Linked DNA regions of Ovis aries: region 1 is linked to region 2. Evidence: chromatin contacts called from public Hi-C data. All regions are on one chromosome and are shown on one strand. The core of a region is the stretch at or near the end of the contact, and the rest is flanking DNA. Distances in the headings are between cores, read along the strand shown. Region 1 holds the start of PABPC1 (poly(A) binding protein cytoplasmic 1). Region 2 holds the start of ZNF706 (zinc finger protein 706).

The links. A called contact is a pair of places that touch in the nucleus more often than the background predicts.
Region 1: a contact with region 2 is called in a Hi-C map of blood, with 5 times the contacts expected there. The contact joins the promoter of PABPC1 here to the promoter of ZNF706 in region 2. A contact is called at or near these places in 2 of 16 Hi-C or Micro-C datasets (both in blood).

Annotation. Positions count from the first base shown.
Region 1 is chr9:76,553,966-76,557,937 of ARS-UI_Ramb_v3.0, forward strand. It overlaps PABPC1 (poly(A) binding protein cytoplasmic 1), which reads left to right and starts at 2,637. Exons shown (of 14, transcript XM_060393490.1): 1 at 2,637-3,352. The coding sequence starts at 3,160.
Region 2 is chr9:76,100,909-76,105,033 of ARS-UI_Ramb_v3.0, forward strand. ZNF706 (zinc finger protein 706) reads left to right here and starts at 2,217. Exons shown (of 4, transcript XM_015097897.4): 1 at 2,217-2,436.

The sequences.
Region 1 (3,972 bases), core at 1,387-3,886, 450 kb after region 2:
GAGAATCCCAGGGACAGAGGAGCCTGGTAGGCTGTGGTCCATGGGGTCGCTGAGAGTTGGACACGACTGAGCAACTTCACTTTCACTTTTCACTTTCATGCATTGGAGAAGGAAATGGCAACCCACTCCAGTATTCTTGCCTGGAGAATCCCAGGGACAGAGGAGCCTGTTCGGCTGCTGTCTGTGGGGTCGCACAGAGTCAGACACAACTGACGCCACGCAGCAGCAGCAGCAGCAGCAGCAGCAAAACCTGAGAGTAAGCCCTTTCTAGTGACTGGAGGACCCACAGCCACTTTAGAGCGCTTGCCAAAGTTTCCGCTCTCTGACAAAATTTTCTAGATTCAAAACAGACCATTTTTTCCCCACCTTTATTACTTACAATGATGTTTCAGTGAGCTCCATCAGAAATTGCACCCTCATCTTTCTCTACCAGCAGTGTGGATATTCTTAGCAATTATATATGTTTTTTTGGTAGTTTCAGCTCTTGGTGTGATCGAATTTCCAAGTTATAGGAGGTGATTTCCTTTCACGTTTCTTCTAAAGAGTGTACATCTTCTTTCATTCGTCTGATTTTTGTTTATACTCAATTCAGTAATTTAAATACTAAAATGAAATCATATTTTCTTTTAAAGTAAACAATGGAATTTCTATCCTCATTTTTTTTTTAAGAAAACAAATTTAGAATCTAATAGAAAATCATCACAGCCAGATAAAACACTGGGATTGGGTGTTTACTGTACTCACTGTAATGCTTATATTTATATGATTACCAGAGAGCTCATTAGAAGCCTCTTGAAGAAAGAAATTTGTCTTTCAAGTATCTTCCTCACATACAGATGCACTTGGTAGGTATTCAAGAAACGTATGGATGGACTGACTTTAACTAGAGAGTTCTAATAGAGTGAACGGTGATTTGTCATCTAGGTTAAGATCTGTCTTCCTAACGCACAGTCCTCAGTCCCGAGTCTTGCTCTTTTGCCTAATAAACTACATAAGGTGACTTGTTTTCTAAAATATCAGTATTATCCTCTTCCTACCAAGATAGGGGCAAAATAGTACTTATGCGGGATTCTGAAGGTTTAAATTTGAATTAAATGAGAATAAAGTACCCAGTCCACAACCAAAAATATATTTAACATGCTTTAAAGTTTATTGAATTAAAGAATGAATTGGACAATCATTTAACTTGAGACCGTTCTCTTAACAGTAAAATAAAATTATTACTTCTCGCTCCACCTTCCACACAAGATTGCTGTAGAGAATAAAAGATGCTAAAGCTTTAAAAATTGTAAAGTACAGTACTACTTTGAAGTGGGATTTGTATGTTGATTTAATGTCTTTCCTATCAACTGGTATTTTTGCAATTGATTCATTACAGCTAGCCTTCCTATTAAAGCCCCCAACTAACTCCACAACTATTGTACACATTTTTAATACTTCGTTTAGACTACTTCTGATTTTGCCTGGTTCCAAGTCTGTGGAGCCACGTACGACTGTGACAGACTCGCACTTTGCAGGAAAACATTTTTCTGGAGTCCTGTTCTCAGTTTCAAATTGCTGGCAGAAGTAGCACGAAATCAGTGACTCCACCCTAGCCTCTTAAGTGAATTGTGATCACGATACTTTAAAAAGGGAAACGGACAAAGACCTCAAAATAGTTTGCCCAAGTGAAAATCACGCTGACCAACGACAGCGCCCAGATGGGATACCCGGGAAGAGTCTTAAGGGCTCGGAAAGGAGAGGACCGGGAGTCCGAAGGCCCCTCCGCTCGCCGGTCCTCTACTGGAAGCACGACCCGGGTCCAGCGCTGGAACGGTTGCGGGGGGCGGGGGTGGGTGGGTCCCCGAGCGGGCGGCCAGGACCCGCGGCCGGTTGGGGGTCAGCGAGCACCGCGGCCGTTGAGGACTCCAGCTCCCAGCAGGCACCGCTTCCGCGGCCGAGGCGCGTGGCGGCGCTGCCCGCTGGGACTCGTAGTGCGGTCTGGTAGGAGAACCGGGGAGCCAGCCTGGGCTCCTTTTCGCCCACGTTGCGGAAACTGGGCCTGGTGGGAATCACGCCGGCCCACTCTGGCCCGGCGGCCCTAGGGGGCGGGGGTGGGGGTGGGGGCGAGTGGAACACGACTGGCTGCGGCGGGAAGCGGGCCCTCGGCGGCGGCGCACGTGGGGGGTAGTTAAGCGCCGAGAAACCCGGAAGCCCCGCGCCCCGCCCACCGCCCTGGTGACGGCTCAACGCCTCTCCCGGGTGGAGGTGGGGCAGGGTGTGTGGGAGGAGGGGCCGGCCCACCCGACTCCTCAGAGAGCCGCCCGCGAGCCGGTTCTCCCCTCCACTCCCCTCCCCCATGGGCCCTACGCCGCGCGGGGCCCGCCCACACCCCGGCGCGTGCGCAGAAGCCCCGCCCCTCCGCCCCAGCCCCACCCCCAACACCCGCAGCAGCAGCCGCCGCCGCCGCCGCCGCCACCTCTCCCTTCCTCTCTGCTCTTTTTCTCCTCCTGTTTTTCTCTTCCCTCCTCCCCCTCCGCCTCCTTGTCTCCTCCCCCTCCGGCGCTGACGCTCGCGTAGGGCCCTGGCGTCAGACGCGCGGGGGGCGGGGCGAGTGCGGCGGGGGGTATAAGTAGAGGGTACAGGAGGCGGTGCTTCCCCTTCTCCCCGGCGGTTAGTGCTGAGAGTGCGGAGTGTGTGCTCCGTGCTCGGAACACACATTTATTATTAAAAAAATCCAAAAAAAATCTAAAAAAATCTTTTAAAAAACCCCAAAAAAAATTTACAAAAAAATCCGCGTCTCCCCCGCCGGAGACTTTTATTTTTTTTCCTTCCTCTTTTATAAAATAACCCGGTGAAGCAGCCGAGACCGACCCGCCCGCCCGCGGCCCCGCAGCAGCTCCAAGAAGGAACCAAGAGACCGAGGCCTTCTCCCGCTGCCCGGACCCGAGACCGCCACCCTCGCTCCCCAGCCGGCAGCCAGCAGCCAAGCCTCCAGCGGCAGCGGATCGACCCGGTTCTGCGGCCGTTGAGTAGTTCCCGATTCCGGTTGATTTTTGTCCCTCTGCGCTTGCCCCCGCTCCCCTCCCCCCGGCTCCGGCCCCCCGGCCCCGGCACTCGCTCCCCTTCTCTGACGGGAAAGGTCGCGCGGCCTGTGGCCCTGCAGGCAGCCGTGCCGAGATGAACCCCAGCGCCCCCAGCTACCCCATGGCCTCGCTCTACGTGGGGGACCTACACCCCGACGTGACCGAGGCGATGCTCTATGAGAAGTTCAGCCCGGCCGGGCCCATCCTCTCCATCCGGGTCTGCAGGGACATGATCACCCGCCGCTCCTTGGGCTACGCGTATGTGAACTTCCAGCAGCCGGCGGACGGTGAGAGCCGGGCCCGGCGGGCGGGCGGGCGGGCGGCCATGAGGCTCAGGCGGCGGCGGGCGGGCTAGGCCGGCGGGCCCGGGGGGGAGGGGGCGGGAGGGCATGTCACCCAACCCGAGGCCAGCGGGCCGAGGCTGGGGCGTCAGGACCCCGGATCCCCGCGCCGGCCGGGCCCCGCGCCGCCGGCAGCCGCACGCCCCTCGCGCGCCCGGCCACTTCCTTCTCCGCGACCATTTTCTCGGCCTCAGCAGCGCTCAAACTTTAGGGTGATGACGCGCCCGGAGGGTGGATGAGATTGGGTTCTAACACCACGCGGCGCCCCCCCCGGTAGCGGCGAGATCCTGGGGGGTGTCGAGCGCCGAGACCCCTTCTCCGGTAGTCGGTGGAGGCACTCCCACCACCCCCAGGCTCCTGCCGGCGCCCCAGGACGGGGAGGAAGTGCATTTCGTTGCTCGAAAAATACCACGTGTTGAACCCGGTAACCTCCCAGGCCCGAGGCCTGTACCCTGCCGCGGGTCCAGTCGCCTGGGGGAGCCGCGGGGACTTGGAATAAAGTTAATCTGGTGGTCGTCCTCTGGTCTGCCACCATTCTCACTAACGTGTGAGTGACTGACGGTTCC
Region 2 (4,125 bases), core at 967-3,466:
GCCCACATCTCTTATGTCTCCTGCATTGGCAGGTGGGTTCTTACCACTAGCACCACCTGGGAAGCCCAGTGTATCCAACAATGTAACTCAACTCTGACACTATCTACCTGTTTGTTATTGTTCAGCCACTCAGTTGCATCTGACTCTTTGCGACCACATGGACTGCAGCATGCCAGGCTTCCTTGTCCTTTACTGTCTCCCAGAGTTTGCTCAGATTCATGTCCATTAAGCTGATGATGCCATCCAACCATCTCATCCTCAGCCTATTAAAAAGCAGAGATGTCACTTTGCCTACAAAGGTCAATATAGCCAAAGCTATGGTTTTTTTCAAGTCACATACAGATGTGAGAGTTGGACCATAAAGAAGGTTGAGCCCCGAAGGACTGATGCTTTCGAATTTTGGTGCTGGAAAAGGCTCTTGAGTCCCTTGGACTGCAAGGAGATCAAACTAGTCAATCCTAAGGAAATCAACCCTGAATATTCATTGGAAGGACTGATGCTGAAGCTGAAACTCCCAATACTTTGGCCATGCAAAGAGCCAACTCATTGGAAAAGACCCTGATGCTGAGAAAGACTGAGGGCAGAAGGGGATGACAGAGGATGAGATGGTTGGATGGCATCATCAACTCAATGCCATGAATTTGAGCAAACTTCAGGAATTAATGAAGAACATGGAAGCCTGGCAGGCTGCAGTCCATGGGGTTGCGAAGAGTCAGACAGGACTCAGTGAAGGAACAATAAAATTATCTAGGTTAACAGTTATTATGGTTATGGTGACTATTAATAAGCTACATCTTCATGATGTGTCAATAAAAGTCCTTTTAATTCCTACCATGTTTTATATGCTGCTAAGCATTGTGTATATAGTGGCACAAATGAGCTTACAATTGAATACTGGAGAAATATTGATTTGAACATGTAACTTAAAACTGCAATATGGAAGGGAGGGCGTGAAAAGGCAAGAGGAACCGAAATGAGGGTGAAAAGGAAGGACTGAACAACCAGATCCTTGTCTTATGCTACGTAAATGCCATCAGCAGTTAACTCCTCCCTAAACAATTTTGTGATTATACATATCCCAATCCAGGTAACTTGCGTTGTGTTTATGTTCAACTAACATTTCCCTGCGCAGAGACAAATCTGGGGGAGCGGAGGCTATGGGCAAGGTGGGAACGTCAAATGCAAAGTCTTCTTTGTTGTTTTATCTGTAGTTCTAACTAGAAACCAATGTGTGTTGGGGGAAGCAGAGGGCGAGGGGAAAAAAAAACACCAACGTCTACATGTCTTTCCCAGATAAACTTTAATCATCGTTACAAACGCCATCGCTCGATTCAGATATTAGAAATTACCTGATGTGGCCCATAAATCAAGACTCCCCGCCCCCGACCCAAAATCATCTCAACCATTCCCTTAAGTGTTACCAACTCAGTATATTGTTAAGTAGTCAGCTTGCAACAGTCAGGGAGGTCTAGCCGGCAGTTCTCAGTGACAGTCAGGCGTGAATCGTGAACTCACTAAACCCCTCAGATTGGTCAAACAACTGGGGTTTCCGTGGGAACGAGGTAAAAGGCAGCTGGTGAGAGAACAAAGGCTGCGCATCCCAGGCAAGGGCCTCCGGCCCGCTGGCCTCACTGGGGGCGGGGGTGGCGGTGCGCCCTGGTGGCTGGCTCCCGGGTCGGTGACCCACGCCGCCGCGGCGCTGGCGCGCCTCCCTGGGATCCCCACCACCACCACCACCACGCCTCCGCCAGGCCGAGGCACAGGAGGACGCCGCCGAGACTGGAGTCTCGTGAGAAGGAAGAGGCGCGGGGGCTGAGGCCGGGCCGCCGCCAGAGTGAGTGAGCAAGCGACCTGTGAATCACACTGCAGGCCATCACCCGAAAGGACCGAGATCACGCGGCTCCCGGGGCCGGCTGAAGCCGCCTAGAAGGGAGCACGCCGGAGGGGAGGGGCGCCGGGGACAGAGCGCGACGTCCCCTGCCGTTCCCGTCTCTGAGAGGCCGCCGTCCCGGCCAGGCCCCGCCCCTCGCACTTATGTAATAGGGACGCGCTACCATTGGCCCGCGAGACCGGAAGAGGCGCAGGCGCGCGTGCGGGTGGGGCGATGGGGAGGCGGGGCGGGAGGCCGGGGCAGGAAGGCGAGTGGGCGGGGGCTGCGCGGAACAGGCGGCGCTGGGGAGACTGGGAGAAGTGCGCGGCGTGCGCGAGCACGAGGCGTAGTGGCCTCCCTCAAGGCAGAGGCGGCGGGCGCGCGCGGCGGCGGCGGGTGCGAGTCGCGGGCTGTTGTGCTGCCGGCTCTCGCCTTTCCCCTCCTTGGCGGGTGGAGGAGGCCGAAGCGGTGCTGGGCGCGCTCCCCTTCCTCTCCCTCCGGCCACCTCCCCCCGCAAGCCCTCTCGTGCTGCGCGGTCTCTCCGACGCAAGACTGTCCCGGCCCGGGTGAGCGGCTGTGGGGGCGGCGCTGACGCCGCAGGACGCCCGGGAGCCGGGGTGGGGGGCCTGCCGGCTGGGTCGGCGGGGGCCGTGATGGGGCGGGCGGGTCAGCGCGGGTCGCGAGGGGCCGCCGGCCTGCCCCGCCTCCTTGGGGGCCGCCGAGCCTGCCCTGTCCCGGCGCGGGCCGCCGGGAAGGAGGGGAAGCTCGGGCGCCCGCCAGGCCCTGCAGGTGGCCGGCTCGCAGGCCGGCCGCGGCGGCGGCGGAGCGGTAACCTTACCCGCTGGCGGCAGCAGCTGGTCGGTTTCCCTCAGCTTGAGCTCCCGGTGGCCGAAGGGGCCGGGTTTCGGGCAGCGGAGGCCCCCGGGAGGCGTGTCTCGGGCCGGGGTCCGTGAGGAGGGGCCGGTAGGTAGGGGTTTCGGTGGCCGAGAAAGAGGAGGAATTCTTTTCCAGGCGGGAGAGGCCGGTCTGGGAAGGAAGGTGTGCCGGGCTTAACAGCCGGGCTCAGCGAAGTGCTGGCGAAGATAGACCTAACTGCCGGCCCTTTCATCCTCTCTCCTCTCCGAAAGGGACTTAGTTCACTAAAAAAGCCAGAGTCAAGTAGTTGTTCACTGCCCGGGCCTCTTCGTTTTCAGATACTTAATGGAAAATGATCCTACTTCCTGGATCCAAAAATTTTTTCTTACTCGTTTGTTTTGGTTTTAGGAGGCTCTTTTGGGGCAAGGCTTATACTTGGTACCTCCTGTAAGAGCCCCCCATATTGTAAGAACTCATTACTCGCTTTACTTACTTCCCTCTGTACAGCCCCCTCGGAAGACCATACAAAATAAAGAGTTATAAGCCAGCTTTTAGGTATTTGTAAATGACTTCTTGCCCCTCAGTTCGCTGCTTTTAATCAAGAAGTTATGCGTAGTTACGCTTAAGATTTTGTGGAAAACTCAGTTGGCTTGAGAGCAAGCCCTAAGTTGAGCTGTCCAAAAGCAGGTGGTTTGTTCGTTTGCATTTCTGCTTTCAAAAAGGAAATCAATGCAAGCGTGTCGCTAGAACTTAGGGGCCTGTCTTACGCATTTAGACTGATTTCAATTTCCTTTGCCTCGTGTTTTCTGTTTTAAAAATAACAGCAACCACAATCTTTTCTTTATTAAAGCTGTTATGTGTTTTTTGTTACTTTTGTGAGATGACAATGAGAATGGGAAAATGTATTGTTAATGTTGTATTTTATCAGCAGTGGTAACGGCAAAAGTTGCTTGTTTCAGATCACTGCGTGAATATTTTAGCAGAACAGCTAATAACTTCTAGATGTCAAAGAAACTTCTAGAATTAGTAGCTTACCATTTTATACAGGGTAAAACAGTTAAGAGGTTACCTCCATAATCAGTGTATTAACATACATGTCGTACATCATGTGGAAGAGTTCAGATCCATGTGAAGCCTGAAGTATTCTGACTTAAGGTACTGATACTAAGACATTGAGACACTAAGAATGTTATAAACATTGAGATATCATAAAGATTGAATACCTATCATTCAAATAATGCAGAAGTGTCCAAATCTGTTTCCATGGGAATAGGTTTGTAAACTTGCCATAAATACACTTTTTAAAAAAGCATTTCATTTGACTTGGAATTAATAAGGATTTGGTTTTTAAAAAAATAACAAAAATGGGAGTTTAGTCTTGAGTGGCTAACACATCTGAT